2 separate regions of the Mus musculus genome follow, and region 2 is linked to region 1. A link is a contact called in public Hi-C data. All regions are on one chromosome and are shown on one strand. The core of a region is the stretch at or near the end of the contact, and the rest is flanking DNA. Distances in the headings are between cores, read along the strand shown. Region 1 overlaps Fars2 (phenylalanine-tRNA synthetase 2 (mitochondrial)). Region 2 has its middle 11 kb from the start of Gm40913.

Evidence for each region. A called contact is a pair of places that touch in the nucleus more often than the background predicts.
Region 2: a Hi-C map of bone marrow-derived macrophages shows a contact between it and region 1, with 8 read pairs. The contact joins two enhancer-like sites. A contact is called at or near these places in 1 of 15 datasets of contacts at CTCF or cohesin (the NIH/3T3 cell line), 1 of 484 Hi-C or Micro-C datasets (bone marrow-derived macrophages), 1 of 115 datasets of contacts at active chromatin or transcription factors (embryonic stem cells) and 1 of 9 other capture datasets (embryonic stem cells).

What each region holds. Positions count from the first base shown.
Region 1 is chr13:36,196,422-36,203,013 of GRCm38.p6, reverse strand. All of the region lies in intron 1 of Fars2 (phenylalanine-tRNA synthetase 2 (mitochondrial)), which reads right to left. Among named protein-coding and RNA genes, the nearest start is that of Gm40912, 8.0 kb to the left of the region's middle. Within about 2 kb of position 2,328, at least 25 of the 459 cell types and tissues checked have an H3K27ac peak or open chromatin away from gene starts, as enhancers often do. A contact at or near this core is called in bone marrow-derived macrophages, where this site is marked.
Region 2 is chr13:37,319,884-37,326,475 of GRCm38.p6, reverse strand. No RefSeq gene overlaps it. Among named protein-coding and RNA genes, the nearest start is that of Gm40913, 11 kb to the left of the region's middle. Within about 2 kb of position 3,530, at least 9 of the 459 cell types and tissues checked have an H3K27ac peak or open chromatin away from gene starts, as enhancers often do. A contact at or near this core is called in bone marrow-derived macrophages, where this site is marked.

The DNA.
Region 1 (6,592 bases), core at 1,079-3,578:
ATACAACAACATATACACATACATACAGATCTTCTGAATATAATTAAATACAATTACTACATTAGATGGTAGAGAATTTCATTCAGAGATTTTAAAAAATGAAAAGAAACTTAATAAAACTTTATACTAAGTAACAGACTATGCAAAGGGAGGGTGGAAATTATATTTGTGCATGTAGTAAGTCTTCTCTGCTCTTATTGGTCATGACATTTAATATAAAACCCTTTGCATCACTCTATATCAGTGATTGTTTTTCATCATTAAAGACAAATTTTCTACAGCGACACATGCACACAGTAAGCCCACCACAGGACAGAATTTACTGGAAAAGGAAGAGAAGGCTGACAGAAAGCAGAAGTCTGACCTGGGGTGGGGGTGGGACAAAGAAGAGAAAGAAAAATGCATATAACTTATTAAGACAGTCGGTTAAGAGCCACCTCAGCAGTCTCATGGGATAGGCCATTGACCACTCAGGTAAACTGATAAATATCCAGGAATAGATGCCCAAACTCTGTGCCTGTTAGTAGAACGTCTGTGATTTACTAACACTGTTTATTCCTTACTTCACAAAAGGAGTTTTTAATTCCCTCAGGGACCATAGTAACAAAGAAGATCAAAGTTGAAAATTCAGAAATAATTCAAGTTCTTAAACTTAAGCCACTCAAATCTTTAGAATTTAGAATGTTTGTTCTGAGATACTTTCAAATATACTACTCGGTTGCTTTCTTCAGGACTCATCCATTCCACCACGAGTCCATAACTCCATGGTTCACCATCCGCCTCTGGCTTTTTTAATACATAAAGCGTCCTAAAACACAGCAAAGGGCATTCTTCAGGGTGACTTCTCCAATAAACAACACATCTCCCAAGAAATGAATAACCTGAATGATCTGACCCTTACGAAAACTGTTTGGAGTCTTGACTTCCATTTAATTCTCTGCTAAGTATTTTTTATTGTTGTTATTTTGGTTTGGTTTTCTTTGCAGTGTCAGCATAATCTCCTTACTTCAAAATATATGTAGAATCTACAGAACAGAAAGCAGCAAGAATATAAATATATGTATTAAGTATTGACTTTAATCCAAAGGACAAAGGAGGTCATTGAAAGAAAGGTGAAAAAATGGGTAGTTGGCAACTTTATGGAAGTATTCATGTGGTTTAATCCATAAGCCTTTCTCTTAGACACCTACTCATAAAACAAAAAGATGAAAGAACATACACCTCACAGAGAAGGAATTAATCTAGACCCTGTTCATAAGATACTTCATTCACTGAACAATGTGTAGAACTGAGCTGAAGCAAAATCGACCCAGAGATTCCAAGAAATAAGTAACACAAAAAGTAACCATGCTGGTCACTGAGACTGAGAACTCAAAATAAATAGAAATTTTGTTTGTTCAGATGATTTTCTATATGCTGGTAAGATGCAGAGGGACTGCACATGAGCAAATTATGACTGAGCTACCTCTGCTGTAATTTCCACCAAACAGAAAGAGATGCTGTTCAAAAGTAAGGTGAAAGATTAGATCTATAAATGCAGACCTTGGCGCTGGCACGATGTCACAGTGGGTAAAGGCACCAAAGTCAAGCTGGATGACGAGCTCCATCCCTAGGATCCACATGATGAAAAGAGAGAAAAACCTCCCAATACTGCCCTCTGATTTTTACATAGGCATCACAGAACAAACATGACATCACAAGACATGCACCCGCAAATACACTAAAATAAATCCATGTAAAGAGGAGGTCTTGGGGGTGCTGGAGAGAGAGCTCGGCAGCTAAGAATATTTGCTGCTTTTCCAGAAAACCAGAGTTCAATTCCCACCACCTATGCCAGGCTGCTTGTAACTGTAACCCAGCTACAGGGAATCGGATAAAATAAATCCCCACTTTTTAAAAAATGCAAAACTTGGACACTGCTGGTAAAAAAAGCAAATCATGTAAAGACCTAGAAAACTCTGTGCACAAAACAATCAAAACTGATTCTTGGAGGGAGAAATGCCAGCTCTGCATTCCAGTCACTTAAGAGGCTAAGGCAGGAGCATGTCAAGTTATAAAGGCTCCTGAGGATATAAAGCAAGACTCTCATAAAGCACAAAAGCCTTGATTCCTAAGACCATATCTTAATATATAAACTAGCTTCTACAACACCGTATGGATTGAAGTCTTCAGATTAATAGAAAAAAATAATATTCGGTGTAAAAGAAGTCATTCAGTCCAAAGCTCAGACTCTATATATATTAGGACATGCAAACCAGTATACTAAGATATTCTGAGCAGATGACGGTGGCGTTTTGAATCAGAATGGCCCCTGTGAGCTCATATATTTAAAAGCTTAGTCACAAGGAAATGGAACTGCTTGAAAGGATAAGAAGGGTTAGGAGTGGTGGCCTTGCTAGAGGAAGTGTGGCACTAAGATTGGGCTTTGAGGTTTCAAAAAGCCCATACCAAACCCAGTGCTTCTCTCCGTCACAGTCCATGGATGCAGATACAGCTCTCAGCTACTGCTCCAGGACCTGCCTGCCACCATGTTCCCTGCCTTGATGATAATAAATTAACCTAAAAAACTGTAACCAAGTCCCAATTAAATGCTTTCTTTTATAAGTGTTGCCTTGAACATGGTGTCTCTTCATAGCACTAGAACAGTGACTAAGACAGTGACTGATCCCAGTGACCTGATTCCCATGTAAAACACTATTCTAGTATTCCATGCGACTACAGTCTCCTTCTTCTGACTCCAATGCTCACTAGAAAAATAATCTTAGTCTTTTCACCTCTAGTCAACAGGGTCCTATTAGGACACTGTTAGAATTAATAAGTTAATAGATGACCCTACAGTACCTGAACCACAGAAAACTCTTTTTTTTTTTTTTTGTTTTTGTTTTTGTTTTTTCGAGACAAGGTTTTTCTGTATAGTCCTGGCTGTCCTGGAACTCACTCTGTAGACCAGGCTGGCCTCCAACTCAGAAATCCGCCTGCTTCTGGCTCCCGAGTGCTGGGATTAAAGAAGTGTGCCACCACGCCCGGCTCAAAATCTATGGAGTTTTTGTTTGTTTGGTTTGGTTTGTTTGTTTGTTTGTTTGTTTGTTTGTTTGTTTGAAACAGGGCCTGATGCTGCACAAGCTGACTTCAGACTCATAGACTAGCTAAGGGTGGCCTTGAACCCATCCTGCTGCTGCCTTCAGGGTTTCTCTGTGTAGCCCTGGCTGTCCTGAAACTCACTCTGTAGACCAGGCTGGCCTCAAACTCAGAAATCCGCCTGCCTCTGCCTCCCAAGTGCTGGGATTAAAGGCTTGTGCCACCACTGCCCGGCACAGAAAATTCTTAACAAATGGCAGCTACAACTGATAATAGTTAACTTATCCAAGTACACTGGACATCAACTTACTGAATCACCTCATCCAACAAAGACTAAGACAGCAAGGTCAACAGGATGCCAAGCCTCGACAAAGGGATGCTAACTGCTTCTTCCACTCTGAACTGAGAAGGTCTTACAACTTTAAGACATATCAGGGTCATAAGCACACCTGGGGAATTTCCATTTTTAGAAGGGTGAGGTAGGGGGATTGCCATGAGTTCAAGGCAAGGCCTTCCTGGCCTATACAGACACACTGTCACAAAACCACAGGAGGCAGAAGAACATAAAATTTGACTTTTATAGCCACTTCATCTCAATTTTGAAGGTTTTTATAGGATGTTGGCCACAATAATAATACTAGAAACTTTCTTTATTCTCTCAAATCTAGCATAGTGACTAAACTATAAAATATTAATTAGTGTAAAGTTTATCAGAGACTTATTATTTAGATTTTACTTATTTTTAATTTTATATGTGCACATACATGTGAGCATAAATGCAGGCAGCAAGGGTAGAGAGAAGAGAGTGTCAGATCTCCTAAAGTTGGGAGATAAAGTTGTGAACTACCCAATGTGTGTGCTAGGAATTGAACTTGGGTTCTCACTAAGAATTGTGCATGCCCTAAACAGCTGGGCCTTCCTCTAGCTCTAATGTTAACTTTATAATGGTTTCTACCATCCTCTCTCTGCTCCCCTCATTCTTTTGGAAAATCTAAGCACTTACTTGATGCACTCTTGTGGAAAATCTAAACACTTACCAGAACAATGGTTTCTCTGAACTACAACTGCCTTGCGGAAAAGGGTCAATTCTGAGCAACCATAACTTCCAAGGTCAGCACTATGCAAAAGCCATCAGATATATACCATAACCACAGATGTAGCATATAGTCTATATGATAAAAATATAAAATTTGACCGCTTCAAAACACATAGATTTTACTCTACTAGTTTCCATTTTTACTCAAAAAAGATCACATCATGAGAGTATGTTTTGCATCCTGCTGACAAGGATGAATAACAAAAAATTTCAAGGCAGGCAGTTTCCTCTATTACCTGTGAGAGAGTTATTGGCATGAGCTTTTTAGAAAGCAACTCAGCACTATCGTGAAACTTAATACTGTTCACATGCTCTGGCACAGCAATGGAAACTATCAAAAGGAAAACCAAAATGAAAGCAAGAGTTAAGTATGCAGTTATTTAATGATACTTATATTAGAAAAAAGTAAAAAACAAGATGACTACCCCAAAAAATGATTAAGCAAATTATAGAATAACCACACAATATAACATTATGTCATTAAATATAATTTTGGAAAGAATCCTAAAGACACAACAATATACAAATGATAATTAGGACATATAATAGTATATATAAAACCTTACCTATACAAATACATGTTTACACATGCACGCTAGACATAAAGCCATAGGAAGAACTATGTGAAAAGTTTAATGGCAGTGATCACTGGCTCTTTAGTGTATTTAATACTTCTATTAAAATTTTCTAAATACAGTTCTATTATACTTTAAAGTTTAATTTGAAAACATAGAACTATTAAAAATAAACCTTTGAAACTGCCCAGTTATGTGCTAAACATTGTATGGCCTGTGTTAAACAACAGTGTCAGTGCAAAAACGCAAGATCGCTGTATGTGAGGCCCACCTCCCACACCAAAAGCAGGATGACTGCAAGGGAAACTTTGTAACTGTCTAATTTCCTCTGTCCAGCCATAAAATCAGCTATCATAAACAGTTACTCAGTGCCCCTTCCTGAGAAGTAAATTTCAGGAAACTGGTCCAAGTGTAAACACATTTTTCAATTATACTCATGAAAGAGATCTTTAATATGTGTGAAACCTCAATTGCTATGTGGCATGTTAGTACAGAAGAAAACATGTCTTATTTCTAAAGAAAAGATTCACGAAATCTTGGGTGAACCTAAGGCAGTCCCATTTGCCAAGAGGTTCCTTACTGGAGGCTGCTGGGATGGTGGGGAAGAAGGCCACAGCCAAAATCCTGCAGCAGCATCAGTACCAGCACAAACCACAGCACTGTGAAGTCCTCTGAGAAGGCCTGGGGATGCTAGCAATCTGTAGAGAGCATAGCATTTCATTTTGCTTTTGAACCTGTGCAGACCTGTTCTTCAAGATTCCCTTACCCACTATCTTTCTTTTGGGGGGCGGGGGGGAGGCGGGTATTTTCTTTATTTACATTTCAAACGTTTTCCCCTTTCCAGGTCTCCCCTTCAGAAACCCCCATCCCATCTCCCTCCCCCAGCCAACTAGACTATCTTATAAAGGTGGTTTTTACTGTTGAGAAATCAAATACCAAGACAACAGCATTTCACAGTAAGCAGGAAAGCTGGCTAGATGAAGAGCTGCCTAAGATCTCCTTTCTCTTTCCCTGGCCCAGCTCAGCTCACTGAATACCTACAGAGCACCACTGAAATAATATGCAAATATGTCCTCCAGCAGCCTATCACTTCATATGTAAATAATGAAGCCTAAATAAACCACATACTCCTGTCAGTAATGTGGGTTTTCTGTAGTATTCCCTGTCCCTAAGGGTGGCGTGCTGAAGACCAACAGAGAAGGCTTTGTCTTGGAGAACATCCACAGACTTCTAAAGCATACAATACCTCTTATAAACTACAGTCAACTCCTGGATACTCCTTACTCTCCTCCCCCATTGTCAGTGCACCCTGTATTCTAAGTAGTCATGAGTAATAGACCTCTCACTGGACACTTTCAATTCTTTAACTCCCAACCCTGTGAATGCAGCCAACACCTTTACCTATGCTACATCACCTTTCGTGTGTTCACAATTCTCAGTAACTGGTCACCATACAGGCTCCACTGTTCACCACTCTCATGCAGCCTGCTGTACTGAAGACATCTCACAGGCAGTTTGGAACAACTCTGTTCTCTGTGCTGCTGATGGCAGACCTTCCCCTTCTCACTGCTTCTGGTTTGCCACCTCCTACATTTTAATAGTGCAATTAAATCCAAAGTGAGAGAGACAGAGAAAGAGAGGAACAGAGAGAGATAGAAACAGAGAGAGACAGAGAGACAGAGAGCACAGAAATTGCTATGGCCCCTCCTACACTAAAATTCAGTTTAAAGTAAAAGTCGAATCAGTTTAAATTTTGTACCCAAGTAAGTTTTGGAATCTATTTATAAAGGGAAACAATTTTTTATGAGAAACTTTGAATAAGAAGCCTTGGGCTTAGGTTTCC
Region 2 (6,592 bases), core at 2,281-4,780, 1.1 Mb before region 1:
CTGCCCGAAGCTGAAAAGGGAGAGAATTCTTGAACTGTGAAGCCACTTAGCTGTGGCTTTCAGTAAGCGTGCCCACCTCCAAGGATCTCAAACGTCCTATGGGTCCATTCACAAGAGCTGAGAAGATGGCAATGAAGATGTGGATTTTCAGAGCAGAAAGAATGAACTTCAACGCTAAGTCACGCCTTTTAGAGGCTGTAACTGGTCCCAGTGGCCCCGTTTCCTTGTTTGGAAATGGCAAATAGTACAGATCTAGTTATAAAAATTCCTAATTCTATAAACATGACATTATGTCTGTCTTATGCTGTTAAAAATATCACCCACTATTTTCTTTTAAATCTATTATTGTAACCCACGGATCAATGGCTTTTTGGCCATCGGATCATTTTTAATTCTTTTCTCTGTTCAACCGTCTTTGGTTCAAGTATAGGTACAACGGCTTATGCCACTAATATGTGACAACGCTTCAGACCCACAGGCTTTCATGGTGACTCTAGGCTCTTTGAGGGCTTCCCTTTGTCGGCCGATGGGAAGAGTGTGACAGATGGGTGACTCCCAGCATCTTGGGACGTCTCTTTCCTCATACGGAGGACATTTTATCCAGATGAAATGATGTAGAATCATTTTCTCTTTCTTTTCTTGTGAACCAGAGACACAAATTCAGCCCAGATAAGGGAGGCAGCTGAGGGAGTCTCACCGCTCCCGGAAGTTGGACTAGAGAGTTCTGTTCTGACTAACAGATCTATCACACAGGGGAGCAGAGAGGAGCCCTAACAATGATGGGCCACCAGGGGGAGCTCCTTGTCAACAGGGGTTAGAAGCAGTTACCATGAGGCCAGAATAGGAATCTCCCAGTATGGCTCACAGAGAGAAGACAAAAAACCCAGCCACTGTTGTGGATGCCAACAAGTGCTTGCTGACAGGAGCCTGATAGAGCTCTCTCCTGAGAGGCTCTGCCAGTGCCTGACAAATACAGAAGTGGATGCTCACTGCCACCCATTGGACTGAGTGAGCATAGGGTCCCCAATGAAAGAGCTAGAGAAAGGCCTAAGGAGCTGAAGGGGTTTGCAGCCCCATAGGAGGAACAACAATATGAACTAACCAGTACCCCCAGAGCTCCCAGGGACTAAGCCACCAACCAAAGAGCACACATGGTGAGACTCATGGCTCCAGCTGCATATGCAGCAGAGGATGGCTCAGTCAGACATCAATCAGAGGAAAGGCCCTTTGTCCTCTGAAGGCTCTTTGCCCCAGTGTGGGGGAATGCCAGGGCCAGGAAGCAGAGTGGGTGGGTTGGTGAGCAGAGGGGTGGGGGAGGGGATGGGGGAGGGTGTTTTTTGGAGGGGAAACCAGGAAAGGGGATAACATTTGAAATGTAAATAAAGAAAATATCCAATAAAAAAAAAGAACGGAGGGGGAAAGTTTTTATGTGTGTATGGTTAAAAAGTTCTCCAAATATACTGAATCATGGATCCCAAATAAAGAGAAAGCCTCAAGCAGTAAACTCCAAAAGAAATTTATGCCACACTATGTTTGGAATTTTAATATTTATTATCATATATTAATAATATTTTCTAATGGGCTTCATTACGTCACTTTTATTCATGTACACAATGTATTTTGATCGATTCACCCTCTCTAGTACCCTCCCTTAGAACTTTGAAAACTAAAGACAAAGAGAGAGAACTCCCCAAAACCACCAGACATGCTCATACTGCCCAATAGGGCCTACAGTTTTAATAACATCTTGATAAAAATCAGAATGTATTCATAGAAATAAATTATTATACAATTTTGATAGAGAAGCAGTCCCTTGGATAGGTAAAAACGACCTCAACAAATAAGAATAAAGAGAGCTGTCTCGTAGTTGGTCGCAGCACATAGCATGGTAATCAAGCCCAGGAGGTATTGGTGGAAGGGCATGCCTACAGAAGAAAGGAACTGAGTGAGGAGATGGAGCCATGCTAACCTGTCTGAGAGTCTTTTGACATGCAACTCAATGAACGAAAGGTTTACAATGGTGTTAGGGAATCAATGGTGTTAGGAACATCTTTCAGTAAAATAGTAAGATATAGCCTAAAATTATTACAAAATGTTAAACTTCTGTAGAAAGTTTGATGAAATCATTGGAGCCTAGGGCTAGACAAACAATTGTTAGAATTGTTAACACAAGCACAATGCAACAGAGAAATACTGGCACATCGCCCATCATCAAAACCAAATCTTTGGCTCCTGAAAGTCTGTACGGGGAAGATAGGAGTATCAGAAATATTTGTAAGCCACATATCTAAAGATGAGTTGGTATCCAAACTGTGCAAAGAACTCTCAAATCCTATTAGAAACTTAGTACAAGACCTGAAGAACAAGTCCACCACGGGGAACCCAGAGCTAAGGAGGTAGCATAGGCTGAGTGCCACCAGCCATTAGCTCCAAAAGTATTAGCTCATGGTGGGCTGTTTAATAGTCAGTCCTAAAATTATCCCAGATGTACTCCGGCAGGTGGATGGTGAAGCATTCTGGGGTAGTACACAGATACTGCAACACTAGTGGGAAACCCAGAAAAGTGCACCAGCAATGCTTGCAGAGTCTTGCAGGAAGATGAATGATTCTACAAAGAAACATTCTCATGGAAAACAACAACAGCAGAACCAGTCACAAGAAGTGGCAGGACATTTATACGATGTCTGTATATATAGCATTTATACGATGTCTATATATATAACATTTATACGATGTCTATCTACAACACTGGCACATTCGTTTATATAGTGTGGCATAATTTCAGGAGTGAAGTAGGGTGGTGGCCACTCTTGGCTTGGGCTAGGGAGGGGTGAGGGAAGGGGTGTACTTAGCAAGGGAACAGAGAGAGGCTATAATGTGTGTGTGTGTGTGTGTGTGTGTAGAGGGATGTTCAGTATTTTAACTGATAAGGTGGAGACAGGGATACCTTGATTGATAAAATATGTGGAAGTCATTCCTTACATATCACACACCCAGAGAACAGTATCTAAAACTAAACAAATCTAAATAAGATGAAGAGATTGTGTGTGGGTTATCACATTATACTATAACTATGAAAAATGCAGCCTTGGGGAAATTAGATAAAATATACTTAAAAGTTCTTAGCTAGTAATTAATCATTGATAAATTAATTATTAGTTAGGAACAATAACCTCTATCGATCATTGCTTATCAGCGCATCTGATTCTCAATTATCTTAGATGGTTTTAATTTTGAAAATAAAACTCCTACCCACCCAGTCTCCAAATTGCTGTGTTTGGGGTCTTCGACAAGATTACAGTTTCTGCAAGGGCAGAATGCCCTGCCTCTCCCCTTTGTCACATCTGAGAGCCATTCTGACAGCTTTCTTGAGATGGTTTTCCCAAGAGAACTTAGGGGATTGCCAGGCCACAGACCTCTGCTGGTCAATATTAAATTGTTCTTTCCAGAAGGCATGGGGTGGGGTGGGGGGAGGGGAGTTCCTCTTTACTTGGCTACATTGTCATTTGATCTCCAGATTTTTGTGGAAGTACAAAGCAGCAATTTAGCAAACTGTGGAATATACCAGAAACCACAAGGGAGGGCAGTCCTTCTGCAGCTCTGCAGGTGTCAGCCTCCTGTGACAACCAGGATGCTACTGGTAGATTCCTATAAGGGAGTGCCAGTATTCATTGAGGGTGTGGGTAGGTATACCAGGCTCTACTGGGAGGTCACAGATCCGAAAGGTTATGGGCAGCACAAATTGTGCTACGCACACACACACACACACACACATGAATCTAAAAGTTGGGTGAGTACGGAAAGAGGGATCTGGGAGGAGTTGGGGGTGAGGAGAATATGATCAGATTACATTGTATGAAATTCTCCAAGAGGTAATAAAAATGAGAAAGAAATGAAATTTACAGACACTGTTGGAGAATCGGGTAAGACATAACTTAGAAACCCTTTTGACAGAGGCTCTGCTTTACTCCAGAGTTCAATGGTGACACAGGTTGAAGCAGTCAGTTAGTCAGGGGGTAGGGCCTCCTTGACTGAGTTTGTCTTTTGCACCTGAATTTCGTGTGACCTGTGAAATCAGTTGGTTGGGCACACAGAGGTCCTGAGGTCCTGAAAAAACTTCTCTTGTGAAGGAACGAAATGGAACTCAGGGCGCACGGAGTGTGCAGCAGTTTGGCTGGAACCGATGCTTCCTCCGGTTGCTCTCAGCAATCCCAGTTGACTTTGGAGATGAGTAGCTACTGAGCACAATGAAGTTCTTGAGCAATGGAGACAGGTGGAGTTTACAGTTGCTGGCAATCTTGATCTGGGAAAGACCTAAGAACAGATGGAGTTGGGTGGAGGAGTTTGCTTTCGTCCAAAGGGAAAATAAAGGATTCTAATACATAAAGAAATGTTTTTCTGTTCTGGAAAACAATCAGGGTTCTCAGTATCTTTTTGGTACATCCAGTGACAGCCATCCCAGGATACTATTTTGGCTCTAGGAAACCAGACGGGCCTGGTGAAGGGCTGAGAGGTGGTGGTGGTAAAAGGGACTCAGACTTTCCCCAGGAAGTGTTAGGAGGGATCTAGTAAAGGGGGCCCTGGAGCTGCTGCTTTCTTAACAGTTCTCCGAGTAGCTGGCTGCATCTGGCGCTGTGAATGTGGGCTAGAGTTTGGTGTCAATATGCTGCATGAATCATAATTAGCATACTGTGCGCTGGAAGCTGCGACCAAGCAGTTCACGAACTTGTGCGCAAAAGTCTCTGAGACTACATTCTGGAAGGAAAGCAGTCATTTGGAACCATGTTCTAAGTGCAAGGATTCCGGGGAAGCCCTTTTTCAAAATGTGTCAGCCACGGTCCCTGTCATCAGAAGTTTACCCGTAGCTGAGAAGATACACCACACACAACATCTGCGCTAACTAAAGAGACAAGGAGGTAGAAAACCTACTCATTGCCTTGTAGCCAATGGACACTGCAGGAGACATGAGGGTCCTCTATCCTCTTCTAGAATGGCCAAAGAGAAACACGGTCTGCAATACAGAAGAATGGAATGATGAAATTGAGAAGAAGGCCTCAAATTGAGATGTCCAGATGGGCAAACTCTTAAAGCTTAGCTGCAAAGGTAAGGGGCCACTCAGGAACGTCACTGGTTACAAGCAACAGAAGCCAGCTTGGTGGCTTCAACTGAATGTGCTATTACTTCTCTTTTGCAATCTGACATCTTTTCTTCTTCTTCTTAGATATTTTCTTTATTTACATTTCAAATGTTATCCCCTTTCCTGGTTTCCCCTCTGAAAACATCCTATCCCATTTCTCCTTCCCTTGCTCACCAACCCACCCACTCCCAATTCCCTGTCCTGGCAGTCCCCTATACTGGGGTATTGGGCCTTCACAGGACCAAGGGCCTCTCCTCCCATTGATGTCCCACAAGGCCATCCTCTGTTACATATGCAGCTGGAGCCATGGGTCCCTCCATGTGTACTCTTTGGTTGGAGGTTTAGTCCCTGGGAGCTCTAGGGGTACTGGTTGGTTCATATTGTTGTTCCTCCTATGGGGCAGCAAACGCCTTCAGCTCCTTGGGTCCTTTATCTAGCTCCTCCGTTGGGGACCCTGTGCTCAGTCCAGTGTTTGGCTGAGAATATCCACCTCTGTAATTGTCAGGCACTGGCAGAGCTTCTCAGGAGAGAGCTCTATCAGGCTCCTGTCAGCAAGCACTTGTGGCATCCACAGTAGTGTCTGGGTTTGGTAACTGTATATGGGATGCATCCCCAGGTGGGGAAGTCTCTGGATGCAACCTGGCATCTTAAGATAGACCCCAGTCCCAATGATCTGTCCTTCTGCCCATCCCTTCTGAGTTCACAGCATTAGATCCTAAAGATTTGAGCTGATTTTCACCAGTTGGCCACTCACTCCAGCTTCGGATGGGAGCAGCGGAGCAGAGGACAAAGGCCTGTGACCTTGGAGCCTGTACCCTCACAGGAAGTGATGTCTACATTCTCCAAGAAATGTGCACTGTGACCCCCCCCCACCCCCCACTAGCCAGTCATGAAGTGACATCAAGGAAAAAACAGAGGCTTTACTCTCAAAGACAAGGAGGCTGGAGGGATATGGGACAGACAAGGAGGCTGGAGGGATATGGGACAGACAAGGAGGCTGGAGGGATATGGGACAGACAAGGAGGCTGGAGGGATATGGGACAGACAAGGAGGCTGGAGGGATATGGGACAGACAAGGAGGCTGGAGGGTTATGGGACAGACAAGGAGGCTGGAGGGATATGGGACAGACAAGGAGGCTGGAGGGATATGGGACAGACAAGGAGGCTGGAGAGATATGGGACAGACAAGGAGGCTGGAGGGATATGGGACAGACAAGGAGGCTGGAGAGATATGGGACAGACAAGGAGGCTGGAGGGATATGGGACAGACAGGGGTGTACAAAGCATGTTGGGAGGCTGGAATTTGATTGGGACTGAAGTCTGCTATGGTTTCAAAATGTGACCAGTCAATTGTTTGTTCATTCTTTAAAATTTAACTGAATTTTATTTGCGTGTGTATGTGTGTGTATGTATGCGTGTGCACATGTGCATGTCAGAGTAGTGTGAGAGTTCTTT